2 separate regions of the Muntiacus reevesi genome follow, and region 2 is linked to region 1. Evidence: chromatin contacts called from public Hi-C data. All regions are on one chromosome and are shown on one strand. The core of a region is the stretch at or near the end of the contact, and the rest is flanking DNA. Distances in the headings are between cores, read along the strand shown. Region 1 holds the start of RFESD (Rieske Fe-S domain containing). Region 2 holds the start of ELL2 (elongation factor for RNA polymerase II 2).

What was found. A called contact is a pair of places that touch in the nucleus more often than the background predicts.
Region 2: a Hi-C map of muscle shows a contact between it and region 1, with 3 times the contacts expected there. The contact joins the promoter of ELL2 here to the promoter of RFESD in region 1. A contact is called at or near these places in 2 of 3 Hi-C or Micro-C datasets (blood and muscle).

Annotation. Positions count from the first base shown.
Region 1 is chr1:270,944,557-270,951,476 of mMunRee1.1, reverse strand. It overlaps RFESD (Rieske Fe-S domain containing), which reads right to left and starts at 4,601. Exons shown (of 4, transcript XM_065917805.1): 1 at 4,458-4,601.
Region 2 is chr1:271,245,736-271,252,482 of mMunRee1.1, reverse strand. It overlaps ELL2 (elongation factor for RNA polymerase II 2), which reads left to right and starts at 3,303. Exons shown (of 12, transcript XM_065918138.1): 1 at 3,303-3,594. The coding sequence starts at 3,436. It overlaps LOC136155962 (a long non-coding RNA gene), which reads right to left and starts at 3,152. Exons shown (of 6, transcript XR_010660891.1): 1 at 3,117-3,152.

The DNA of each region.
Region 1 (6,920 bases), core at 3,352-5,851:
AGCTGAAGAAAAAGAAAAATATGGAACATGCAACACATATAACTAACAAAGGATTGATTCCAAAAACATGAAGTATTCTATAAACAAGTAAGAAAAGGCAAATAACCATTATAAAAATGGGTAAAAGACACAAACATTTCAACATTTCACAGATGAGGAAGTCTGAATAGCCAGAAATCACATTTAAAGATTCTCAACCTAATTAGTAGAAAAATGTAAAAGAAATATAAAGCAAAGTCAAAATAGGATACTATTTTCCAGCCACCAGACTGGCAAAAAGTAACAAGTATTGGCAAGGATATGGAGCAACGGTTAGTGATGACATCAATTAGAGGTACAACAATCTAGCATTACCTAGCAAAGCTGAACACATTCATGACCCAATAATCCCACTTCAGATATATTCCATAGAAGTGTGCACAGGTACACCAGAAAAAATGCACAAGAATAGTTATAACAGCAAAAGATAGGAAACAAGTCAAATCTATCAACAGTAGACCGGATGATTTTTATACTCGTTCAATGATGCTGTGTAGCAGTGAAAAATGTATGGCTATGTCAAGTTGGATTATTCAAAAATGTAATTTTAAACAAGGTTTTAAGAATTCAGAGTATGGTTCTATTTTTATAAAGTGTCAAAAGAGGCAAAACAAAACAATGTATTATTTGTGGATAAATGTACATAGGGAAAATTTACAAAGAAAAACAAGGGGATAATAAACACAAATTTTAAGTGTTTATCAATGTATTACACTTACTCATATTTAAAATTATTTTTCCCCCCAAATTTAAGCGGTATCCTACTTTATGTAACAAATGATCCTAAATCCAAGAAAAGGGATAAAATGGTACTTTCTGTCCTCAGAGAATGTATATGTAAACAGATCATGAATGGACTATTTGAAATTTTTGTACAGCTTATTTCAAGACTTGCCATGGAGGAAGAAATAAACCTACAGTCCTCTTACTTTTCTTTTTCCAGGCAACAAATAGAAAAGAAATACATAACTCAAGCAAGTACCAAAACACGTGAGATATGGATTAGCATCAGAAGTTAATTAAATTCTATTGAACTTCCAAATAAATGAGAACCAAACACTATCCTTTCTCATTTCAGTCTCTTAGAGCCTTTGCAGGGTTCCCCCCCAACCAAGGAAAATTGTAGGGAACTTTGCATGGGCTGATAAGAAACGAGCAGAGAAAGCTGGGGCTAAATGATAAAGGTTTCAGAGAAATACGATCAGTGTTGCATTTTGCTTAGAAAAGTATTATCTCATACTTCAAATAATTGTTCCCTCTAAGCATCATAGGTGGTCTATTTATGATATCTGGTGACTATAATTAACACCCATATTATTCTTAATTAAATAATGTGAATATCACGGTCCATTCAGCAAAGAAGTCACTGTGTTCACCTTAATTACTGTTACTTTGATGCACTATTCATATACTCCTACACATCTCCTCTGTGTTGAGTCAACTTTAAGACAGTAGACTCTTAAAATAAGAAAATTAAAAATTAAACTGCATTACTCAGTATGGGAGCTAGAAGAAAACTGCTTAAAGAAATGTTGAGTCATTTTCTTCCACAGTTCTCTTCAAGAAATATTTTTTGGACTGTACCAAAAATTAGGTTTCTAAAGGTGCTAACACCACATAAAATTACTAATTAGCTAAATGAATCCTCTGTCTCTATTAGATACCTTTCCAGCATAGGGAATCTTTTTAGCATAACTTAAGTTTCTGTAAGACGGTGGGGACAAAAGAAACATGAAATTAAAGGAATTTCTTCTTATTCTTGAGCACAAAAGCACAAAGTTGCTTTTACTGAGTCTGGGGACTTGGCCTATGCTTATCAGAATGCAAAGCTCCAAGGTGACACCTTTGCTTTAGGTTCAGAGATGAGAAATGCCATAGCTTTAGATTTCTTTGTCTGGCAGAATAATAACAGATAAAACTAGCTACCCTTCAGTGAGTGCCAACTGCTTGAAATCTGCATATATGAATTCATTAATCATCAGAAAAAATGCCTCTTTTCCAGATGAGAAAACTAAGGGTAAAAGACTTTAACAAAAGCTTGCCCAAACTCACCAAATCACAGTGAAGATTCAAACTGAGATCTTATGTCTAAACTTTGTGAACACTGATATATAAATCTTACCATTTTATCTAAGTAGCATCCATGGATTTATCAAAAATAGGTGGCATGCACATAAGCTATCTTGAAGGTACAAAACCTTTTAGCGAAGATGTTTGTGTGTATATGCCACATATACATATCCTTAGATGATGGTCCTGATTTTTTTTTAATTTAGGAAAGCCAATGTGCAAGACTTGTGTCAACGAATGTTTAAAACAGAATCAGTTCAGTTCAGTCGCTCAGTCGTGTTCGACTCTGCAACCCCATGGACTGCAGCATGCCAGGCCTCCCTGTCCATCACCAACTCCTGGAGTTCACTCAGACTCATGTCCACTGCTTTGGTGAGGCCATCCAACCATCTCATCCTCTGTCGTACCCTTCTCCTCCTGCCTTCAATCTTTCCCAGCATCAGGGTCTTTTCAAATGAATCAGCTCTTCACATCAGGTGGCCAAAGTATTAGAGTTTCAGCTTCAACATCAGTCCTTCCAATGAATATTCAGGACTGATTTCCTTTAGGGTGGACTGGTTGGATCTCCTTGCAGTCCAAAGGACTCTCAAGAGTCTTCTCCAACACCACAGTTCAAGATCATCAATTCTTTGGCGCTCAGCTTTCTTTATAGTCCAACTCTCACATCCATACATGACTACTGAAAAAACCAATAGCCTTGACTAGATGGACCTTTGTTGGCAAAATAATATCTCTGCTTTTTAATATGCTGTCTAGGTCGGTCATGGTTTTTCTTCCAAGGAGCAAGAGTCTTTTAATTTCAGGGCTGCAGTCACCATCTTCCCTAACAATTTAAAAGTTGAGCAGCCAGTCCTGGAATCCGCAACTGTCATCTGCGACATTAGAGGCCTTAGAGTAGCAAGTGTGCTCACCTGGGTTTGAACCCCGGCTCTGTGTAACTTGTGAGAAGTCGCCTAATTTCACTGCGCTGCAGTGTGTGCAGCTATAACGAAGTCCTGCAATGAGGATGGTGGTGAGGGACAGAAGTCTCAGGATAGTCAAGTGTCCAGGGTGGGTCCTGGGCGTGGTAAACTACGCAATCATTGTGGCGGTCCTCTCTTAAGGGTCCCCCCAGCTCTGATAGCCTGTGAGCAAGGACTTCAAGCTGTGTTAAACGTTTGAGTCAAGACAACCTGCAGTTGTCAACACCAAGCTCAAGAACCAGAGACAACGGGAGCATGGCTGTCAAGACGTGGGTGATCATTCTGCCTGCAGACTTCAGGAGATGGATACCCAAGAGGGCTATCCACAGCTGGGGCTGTGGCAACTCTGGGGCAGGTTTTATATGCTTCAAAGCAATAATGCTAAGAAGAGTGAAAGTCGCTCAGTCCTGTTCGACGTTTTGGAATTCTTCAGGCCAGAATACTGGAGTGGGTAGTCTTTCCCTTCTCCAGGGGATCTTCCCAACCCAGGAATAGGAATCAGAGTCTCCTGCATTGCAGGCGGATTCTTTACCAACTGAGCTATGAGGGAAGCCCAATGCCAGGAAAACTTGTTAAAAAACGGCCCATGGAGGCAGCTGTTAAAAAGCAGAGACATTATTTTGCCAACAAAGGTCCGTCTAGTCAAGGCTATGGTTTTTCCTGTAGTCATGTATGGATGTGAGAGCTGAGCCATAAAGAAAGCTGAGCACAGAATTGATGCTTTTGAACTGTGGTGTTGGAGAAGACTCTTGAGAGTCCCTTGGACTGCAAGGACATCCAACCAGTCCATCCGAAAGGAAATCAGTCCTGAATATTCATTGGAAGGAGTGATGCTGAAGCTGAAACTCCAATACTTTGGCTACCTGATGCAAAGAACTGACTCATTTGAAAAGACCCTGATGCTGGCAAGATTGAAGGCGGGAGAAGCGGATGACAGAAGATGAGATGGTTGGACGACATCACCCACTCAGTGGACATGAGTTTGAGTAAACTCTGGGAGTTGGTGATGTACAGGGAGGCCTGGTCTGCTGCAGTCCATGGAGTCGCAGAGTCGGACACGACTGAGCAACTGAACTGAACTGAATGGAAGCTGCAGGTCCGGAGTGAGGACCAGCCTTGACGGTGAACAAGCTCGATGGGCTAACAGCGCCCAGGCGGAAGCCTGCGCTGAGGGTTCACGGATATGGAGAGCAGCGTCTAGGGCGGCGGGGCCGCAGCGCTCACAAGAGCCGGGAGGAAAATCAGCAGGGCAACCGCGAACCCACTCCCGGTCTCCGCCGCCGCCGGAAGCCCGAGCCCCGGCCCGCCGCCCGGCCGGAAGCGGCGAGTCTCGCGAGCTCCGCCCCGCGCACGGCCGCCCAACCCCGCGGCGGGAATAGAACTTACCTTCCCCGGCTCCCTGCCCCACCTCCGCGAGACCCGGCCGCAGCGCCCCCGCGTGAGGATACTGAGCCGGCCAGGGAAACCGGAGGCCGCGTGGCGCTCCGCGTGACGGGGCGGGGCGGGGCGCCGCCGCCCACGTGACCCAGCGCGCCCGCCCCCGGGGCGGCCTCTGAGGCGTCGCCGGCTGCCGACCCCGCGTGACCGCGACCGCCGTCTCGCAGCGCTCCGCCGGGACCTCCGAAGTGACCGTCTCAGTCGTGTGTTTTACAGACGTAGGCTTCCCCAGTTCTTTTAAAACGTTTGTTGAGCCCACCACATTTATCTAGATTTTGAACTCACCCAGGGGTCTTCTAGAAATTTACCTCATAAAAATATTTACTAGAGTTCGTCGCGATGCGTATGATCCATGTATAATGGTGTATATTGAACTCACTCAGGGGTCTTACATCTAGAAATTTACCTCATAAAAATATTTAGAGTTCGTCACGATGCATATAATCTATGTATAATGGTGTTCATTGAACTCACCCGGAGTCTGTCTTCTAGAAATTTGCCTCATAAAAATACTTAGTAGAGTTCGTCACGATGCGTATGATCTGTGTATAATGGTGTTTATTGAACTCACTCAGTGGTCTGTCTTCTAGAAATTTACCTCATAAAAATATTTACTAGAGTTCCTCACGATGCATATAATGTATAATGGTGTTTATTGCCAGGCAAGTGACAATAGCCCAAATGAGCAACAGCTGGGAAGTGGTTAAAAACTGTGTAGACATGTGAATTACTTTCTAACCACATACTCAACAGCACGATTCATGATGTAATGAATGAATTTGCTACAAAGTGTGGAATACTGTGCAGTATGCTTTCTTTGGTGTAAATGAAAGTTATTTCTCTAGATACAAATAATGCAGACATATGCACATAAGCTTAAAAAATTGGGTCTTTAAACTTGGGGGAAGATGGGTTTCACTTTCATGTTTTGAACTTTGTGACTTTGTTTTTTTCTGTTTATATTTCTGTGAGAAAAAAAAAACCCCAAAAACCCTGCACACATACATGTGTTCAAGTTGGAAGCTAGATGAGTCTGATAGGTTTTTATTTTTTTAACTGGAGGAAAATTGCTTTATAAAAATCAGCCGGTATTATACATATATCCCGAGCTTGAGCATGCCACCCATCCCCACTTTCCACCCCTCTAGGTCTTCACAGAGCGTCAAGCCGGGCTCCCTGTGTAATATAGCAATTTTTCACCAGTTATCTCTTTTACATGTGGTAGTGCATGTGTCAGTGTAACTTTCTCCTTTTCTCCCAGTCTTTCCTTCCACTGTGTCCATGAGTCCCTTCTGTATACCTGTGTCTCCATTCCTTCCCTGTGAATAGGTTCATCAGTATCATTTTTCTAAATTCCATATGTATGCGTTAATAGACTATATTTGTTCTTCTGAATTACCTCACTCTGTAGTACAGGCTCTAGGTTCATCCCCCTTACTAGAACTGTCTCAAATTTGTTCTTTTTTATTGCTAATATTCCATTGTATATGTGTTCCACATCTTCTTTATCCATTCATCTGTTGATGGATTTCTAGGTTGCTTCCATGTCCTCAGTTCAGTCGCTCAGTTGTGTCTGACTCTGCAACCCCAATGGACTATTGCACGCCTGGCCTCCCTGTCCATCACCAACTCATGGAGCTTGCTCAAAGTCACGTCCACTGAGTCGGTGATGCCATCCAACCATCTCATCTTCTGTTGTCCCCTTCTTCTCCCACCTTCAGTCTTTCCCAGCATCAGGGTCTTTTCAAATGAGTCAGCTCTTCGGATCAGGTGGCCAAAGTATTGGAGTTTCAGCTTCAACATCAGTCCTTCCAATGAACATTCAGGACTGCTTTCCTTTAGGATGGACTGGTTGGATCTCCTTGCAGTCCAAGGGACTCTCAAGAGTCTTCTCCAATACCGCAGCTCAAAAGCATCAATTCTTCAGTGCTTGATTTTCTTTATAGTCCAACTCTCACATTAATACTTGGAGAAGGCAATGACACCCCCACTCCAGTACTCTTGCTTGGAAAATCCCATGGACGGAGGAGCCTGGTAGGCTGCAGTCCATGGGGTTGCTAATAATCGGACATGACTGAGCAACTTCACTTTAACTTTTCATTTTCATGTGTTGGAGAAGGAAATGGCAACCCACTCTAGTGTTCTTGCCTGGAGAATCCCAGGGATGGGGGAGCCTGGTGGGCTGCCGTCTATGGGGTCACACAGAGTCGGACATGACTGAAGCAACTTAGCAGCAGCAGCACATTAATACTGCTGTGAATATTGGGGAACATGTGTGAGTCTGATAGGTTTTTAAAGTTTCCTTGGCTATCTTCTAATGCAGTGGTTCCTTGGTCACACTTTAGTCACCTGGGAGTCATGATTCTCGACCAATGAAATAAATCTCTAGGGGTCATGGGAGGAGAGGGAATC
Region 2 (6,747 bases), core at 2,054-4,553, 300 kb before region 1:
CTAGCAGCAAACAGCCAGACCAGAAAGTCACTGAGCCTTTTAATCACCCATAACTCACCACGGTCCAGCACCTTCAGTACCTATGGCATACTGTCTGGCTTATTTGGGTACCTAATGGTCCCTGAAGGCACCTGAATTGGTGACTTCAGTTTCAAAGGAGAAGTGAGAAACTGTCATTAAATACATGGCAACTCAGAAAGAGGGGTGACCCAGCACTTGAAGGCCAGTGGTGGCCTTAATGTTCACACAACCTCTGTCTGCAATGCACACTAGACATGAGAGATAGAGCAGGTCCAGAACCAGGTCACTTCCTTTTAGCCTTTTTTCTGCACTGAATTATCATATAAGAGATTTCTTCTCAGTTATTAAGTCTAAACAATAGCTACCTCAGTCTAAATAGTGACTAGAACAATACTAAAAGAGTTGATGCAGACTCTGCCTCTTCTAGTTGTAATAGATTAGGCAGCTTGCTTTTAAATTAATGGTGTCTCAGCCTCCTCATTCATAAAATGAATGAGTTTAGCTAGAATCATCATTAAGATCACTTTTAGCTGGCCCCTCCCCATCTATACCAGCTCTACTTATCTAGAATCTACTAAAACCACAAAAAATGTTCAAGGTCTACACCTCTACAAAACTTCTCCAGACTCTTTCTTTGAAGTTTAAGCTCATAAACTCTACCACCCAAATTTAGCACTTACTAATTCTCTAATCTCTTTGCTTTGAGTTTGTTGGTTCCTTCCCCATATTCAAACAGAAAATCCCTTTAAATAAGAGTCTATGCTGTTTAATTTTTAAATATTCCACAGCATTTTACATTTATTTAGCGTTCAATAATTGTTTGTCAATGAAACTGAGTAATAACAAGAAACTGAAAATAACTATAAAATGGCAAACTTCCCAAAGAGCTACTTTCATCAGCCCCCTGAGAAAGAATTACCCTTATCAGCATCACAACTTGCCCAACAGATTCAGGCAGGCATAATGTGTACTTTGTAGTGAAGAAACACATAACTGGATTACCCTATTACTTTGTATTAACACATGGTCATTGCTTCCTTCCACAGTTGAAATGCTCCAAAGGGAGAAAATACAAACATTAACTCACTACAATAATATACTGTAATACTCGCTGAAAGATTAGGTTACTCACTAAAATACAGCATGAAAAATTTTTTCTTATCACAACTAAGAAAAAAAAATCAATTTCTATTAAGTGCCTGCAGGTCAGACATTTAAAAACTACAGTGAAAACCACCCTTCCCCACTCCTTCCCCACCCTATGGATGTCATCAGAAGTTCTGAGTAAGAGGAGGCCAAGTTAAGATGCCATGTGGGCGGGGATTTACCCACCTTCACCAAAAAAGGAATGGTATACAGGTTTTACTTGTTCTGGTCAGTCTCCCCCACCCCCACCCCCAAATAATTAAAGCTTTGGATATGTGGTCAGTCCTTCCCTATTAAAGTAAAGCCAACAGGAGAAAAGAATAATTCAAGTATGAAATTACTTTTTAAATTATTTTGTGATTGCCTGGTTTATTTAATGAATTTAAGATAGTTAAACACTAGTAAACTAGATTAACAAGTGTTAATCATGTCTTAACAGCTAGCAGAATCTAGTGGATTGAAATTAAGTCCATTTCAAAAATGCTTTCCTGGTAACAACACTTAATACAGGCGTTTCCACTTAACCCATATTCTATGGAAGAAGGATTCGTTCAGTAATTTGTTTACAGGACGAATCTGTAATCTGTTCTGTCATCTGTAAGGCTCAAGGGTCTGAATCAAGAGGTAGTGTGCATGAACGGTAGAGGATTGATTAAAAGCGGGAGGTGAATCATGGAAAACTCCCCCTTGGACCTGTCTGGAAAAAAATAATGGCACTATCCAATTTAAAAGTATGGGAAACACTGATTAAATGCCTATACATTTTTTTTCTGGGGAAATCCCTGTCAAACGCAACGGAGTTTTATAATCTGAGGGAAACAAAAAAGAGTCTCAAAATTTTTTTAAGTAATTAAAAAAAAAAAAAGACCTTGCAGTAGTTTCAAGCCTTTGAATAGCTTGCTTTTTTAATATCTGGCGTCGCTGATCCCCGGTTAACTCATCGTCTGACGGGAAGCCTGTCCAGTCGATCCACACGCAGCGCTGAAGAGCGCTCGGGATTAGGCGTCTTCCCTTAGCCACGCCCACACACGGAGCGTCGCGAGGAACGGAAAGTGCGCCCAGCCTCCTCACCCCCTCACACGCCAGTCTCCTCCACTTAATAGCAACAGCTCAAACACCTCCCTGTCAAATGAAACGGACAGAACTCAGACTAAACCGGGGCATGATGTCGCTGTGTCTCTTAATATAAGTGAAGGCCACTTAAACTCTCCTACTGCCCTTCGAAAGGAAAACCCTAAGTGCCGCCCCAAGTCCCATGCGTGCATGCATAATTTATACACAACCCTGCGCCTACTTTGGAGAAGTCCAAAGGAACGGAATACATTTCTCTCTCCAGGATGGCAACCGGGCACGGCGTGGGAAAACCCTTCAATTTCCGTTTTCTGCTGTGCCCACAGCACCAAAGCGTCAGGCACTGGTTCCTAAGCTAGTTTCACGTTCGTTAAGAGGCTTCACACAATCTAGCAGAATTCTTCAAAGCCGGGGGCCAACTCGCTAATTTCAAATTTCGGGCCAAATGATGAAGAAGAGCGTCCTTCTCCCCAGTTCCAGCCGCTCATCAAAGCGACGAGTTCTGAGGAGCGACTCTCCACAAGTGACTGCGAGCTTCCCTCATACGCACACATCCTACTCCACAGGCTAAAGCAGCCGTCGGGGAACGAAGTCCTTACTTGGCCACCAATTTGGGGTAGGGAATCTCCCTCTCCAAGGACCACCAGCACAGGAAGAGAGTCTCCCCCCCTACACTCCCAGCTCTCTGTACCCCTCAAGGAGCGGGGCTCGGACTCCAGGGAATCAGACCAGGCAACCTGGACACCCTAAACTAGCAGGAGGCTCCCCCACAAACACCCCCAAACCAGCCTGGCCAATGGCCGCCAGTGAGGCAAGCCCACCAGGCGTGACGTCAGGTGTGATTAAGTTGGCGCGTCACCTCGACGTCAGCCTCTCACCTCTCGGACGTCCCGTCCCGGGAGCAAAACTCCGGCGACTTTGAGCTCCGCCCCCGTGAGAGTGGGAGGCGGCCAATAAGGGCGGTCCTAAGGAGCCCCGGGGGCCAATGAGACGAGCCCGGGGCGGGGCGCGAGACCGGAGGGCGGGGCGGGCGGCGGCCGTGGCCGCCGGAGGTCTGGCCTGCGCGCAGTATATGACAGTACGTCAGCAGCGGGATGGCCGTAGCTGTGGCGGCGGCTGCAGACGCCCGAGCAGCCGCGGCCGCAGTGGAGGCTGAAGCCCGAGCGGCGTCGGCGGCGGCACCCCGGGGAGTTTAAGATGGCGGCGGGGGGGGCGGCGGCGGCGGCGGCGGGCCTGCGGGAGGAGCAGCGTTACGGGCTGTCGTGCGGGCGACTGGGACAGGACCACATCACCGTACTGCATGTGAAGCTCACCGAGACGGCGATCCGCGCGCTCGAGACCTACCAGAGCCACAAGGTGAGGCCGGGCGGCTGAGCCGGCCCGGGCTCGGACAGAGGGGAGAGGGCGTCCCCGGCCGCGCCGCCCCCTGTCCGACCCGGCGGCACCTGGCTCGGGGCCGGCGGAGCGGTGACTCGCCTCGGCTGCCGTCCGCGCGCGCCGCGGTGGGGCCGGGCAGGGCCGGGCTAGGGTGGCTGACGGCCGCCACCGTCCGGGGCCGGCCGGGCGCCGGGGCGTGTGGCCGGGGGAGGCGAGCGGGCGGGCGGGCGGCCCCTGGCGGCGGGGCCGAGGCCGCCGCAGCCCCTGAGCCGCGGGGACTTTCCGACGGCGCCCGCGGGGCTTTTCTAGCCTTTTCGGTCCCGCTGAGGGAGAGAGGCAACCAGGGAAGAGACGAGTGAGATGGCTCCTCTGCCCCCACGACGTTTGGGGGTGGATGGGGGGAGGGCAGCGTCCAGATACCGAACGGAGAGGACCGGCTGGCACTAGCCGTCCGCTTTTGGTGGGGTGAGGGGGAGAGTCCTAACCGTAGAGCCGCGGAGAGACCGGGACCCAGGCGCTCCGCGTGTGAAGGTGGGACACACACTTACCGCAGGCACTTGGGGCCACACGGGCGGTCGCGTACGGGGCGTGGAGGGGTGGGTGGGGTGGGTGCCCACCGTGTACTCGCAGAGGCTGACACGGGCGCTCCGCGTCCGCGGGCGGAGGGGGGCACACCTTACACTTGGAGGGAGTCGGGCACAGGGGCGCTTCGCGTTCCCAGAGAACCGGGGAGTCACACACACACACACACACACACACACACACACACACAGCGCTCACCCGGGAGCAAGGACCTCGGTCCCCGAGAGAGGAGGATTCTCGGTGGCTCCGCATCCCCCAAAGACGCGTCGCTCGCGGCTGGGGCGGACTCACTGACCTAGAGAGAGACCGGGATCGGGGTGCGGGGCTTGGGGAGGTGGTTACACAGCATTCTGGGCAGACTCGGGTGTCGCACCCCGCTCCGCCTTCCGGAGAGAGACCCGTGGACACACACACGCACAACTCGAGCTCAGCGAAGGCTCACAGACTCGGCGGTTGGAGGACAAACCAAGGAACGCGTTTGCAGGTTTTAAAAAAATAAATGAGAGAGGGTGGAAGGCACTGCCAAGGGACGCAGCAAGCGGAGTGCCTGGGGACGCCGTTTATGGCCATGCAGTACCGTGTGTGGGTGAGGGAGGCAGAGTGGACGCATCGTGAAAGGGAAGGCATAGATCATCTGAGAGACCGGTTAACAGTCGCTCCGAGAAGAGAGACATCCGTGGAGGAGAGAACCCGCAGGGCATCCCGACGAAGAGCCGAGCCCATGCCAAGGAAACACGCACCGATTAACTGATCTCATAAAGCAGGCGCAGAGGCCGGGAGGACACCCGGACACACACAGTTGTTCAGATAAAAGTGGAGAAAGGAATTAACATCTGTTGAGCTCCCACTAGTGCCAGGCACTTTAAATGCTTCGAAGGAAGGCCCAGAGCCATATGCAAAACGGCAGGAGAGGTGTGAACCTGGGCCAAGGGAGACTTAACCTTCAGAGGCGCCCCCATACAGAAGGCTGCACGCAGGGGGAGCACGCGGCTGTGCACCGCTCGAGAAGTGCCAGAACTCCCCTAACAGTGTACGTGTAAACAGCAGGAGACACTCAGGGACATGCCCGCAGATGGCACTCACAGATTGAGTGGGCGCATGAATGTACATTCCAGGGCATATGTGTTACCCACCAGAGACTACAAAAACTACAGGAGTGCAGGGAGGAGGGCGTGCACAAGGAGAAGCCTTGCACACACCTGTGAAATCTCAGGGGGGGGAAAGGTCTCAGGTATAACTGGGAAGTCAATGTATACTCAGCAGTAGGAAGGCGAGGAAATAAAGAAAAACTGCTTGTGTCAGTAGCTACTCGTAGACAGGTGCATCTGCAGGGGAGAGAGCAGCGCCAGCATGGAGTGCGAGGCCCCGAGTGCGGGAAGCCAGATAGGCGGGCAGACAGTGGAGAGAAACTCAGCCCTGCAAGATGGAGAGATAAGTCTGTCTCTGTTCCTAGGGGAGGGCGTGGAAGGAGTGACAAGAGGGAAGAAGGTAGGTCAGGGTATGTAAAGAGGAAAAAACGCTCAGAAACCGGAGAGGAAGGAGTCAGCCGGAGGAGGCCAACCTGCAGTCAGAAACAGACCCAGGGAGCAGATAACTGACACACAGGGGTGGGGAGGCACCTCTGGGGGCAGTGGTTCAGCCAGCCATCTTGGAGGACAACTGGCAAACCGTACAGCTGATTACAGCAAGACTGAGAGACTGGATCAGAGGGAAGAAGCGGGTGGGTGAGGAGGCCACCCAGGGAAGGGGTGCTCCCCAGGGAGGCTGAAGCGACAGGAGCACCCAGCGTGCCCTGACCTGCTTGACTGCTGGCACCCAAGAAGAGAGTGCTATTTGTTTTCCTCCCCTGGTTTCTGCCTCCTACACCTTAGCGCTTCGTGCTTGGGATTAAATTTTAGAATGCTTTGAGTCCAAAAGCCCCCACATTTATATGCCATTGTCTTAAGAAATAGCAGATCAAAAATTCTTCCAGCCCACTGCTTAGTTCTTGATTATTTATGTTCACTTTATAGGCAAAGGTACCAAAGTCAATGGCTTTCCTTACTCCTGACTACTTCTGTTGCCTATGAATATTATTACTGTCTGTTTCCATCTCTGTGTATGCAAATTAAGAGGTCTGGTTAGTCTGTACAGAGGCAGAGAAGGGAACGGGAGAAGACTTTTTCAAGCCCTTCTACCTTTCTTTTTTTTTTTGGTCATTTTATTTTTTTTTAATTTAAAAAAAAATTTTTTTTTTCATTTATTTTTATTAGTTGGAGGCTAATTACTTCACAACATTGCCCTTCTACCTTTCTGAGTGTAGTCCTTGGGTGCCTTTTCTTCTGGAAGGCTGGTAGTAAAAGTGGTAATATGCAGGGAGAGGAGGAAGAAGTAAACTGATCTGACAGTTACGGTTGGTCCCAGCCTCGTTTCTGACTTAACCAGTTCCGTCCCCAGGCCTCACTGTCACTCTGGCCACGGAAACACTTTAAGGGACTTGATAAAGCAGGAATCGGGGTAAGACTGGGAACTTCTGACAGCTGAAAAATGGTGTGTTTAGCCAAACCTCCC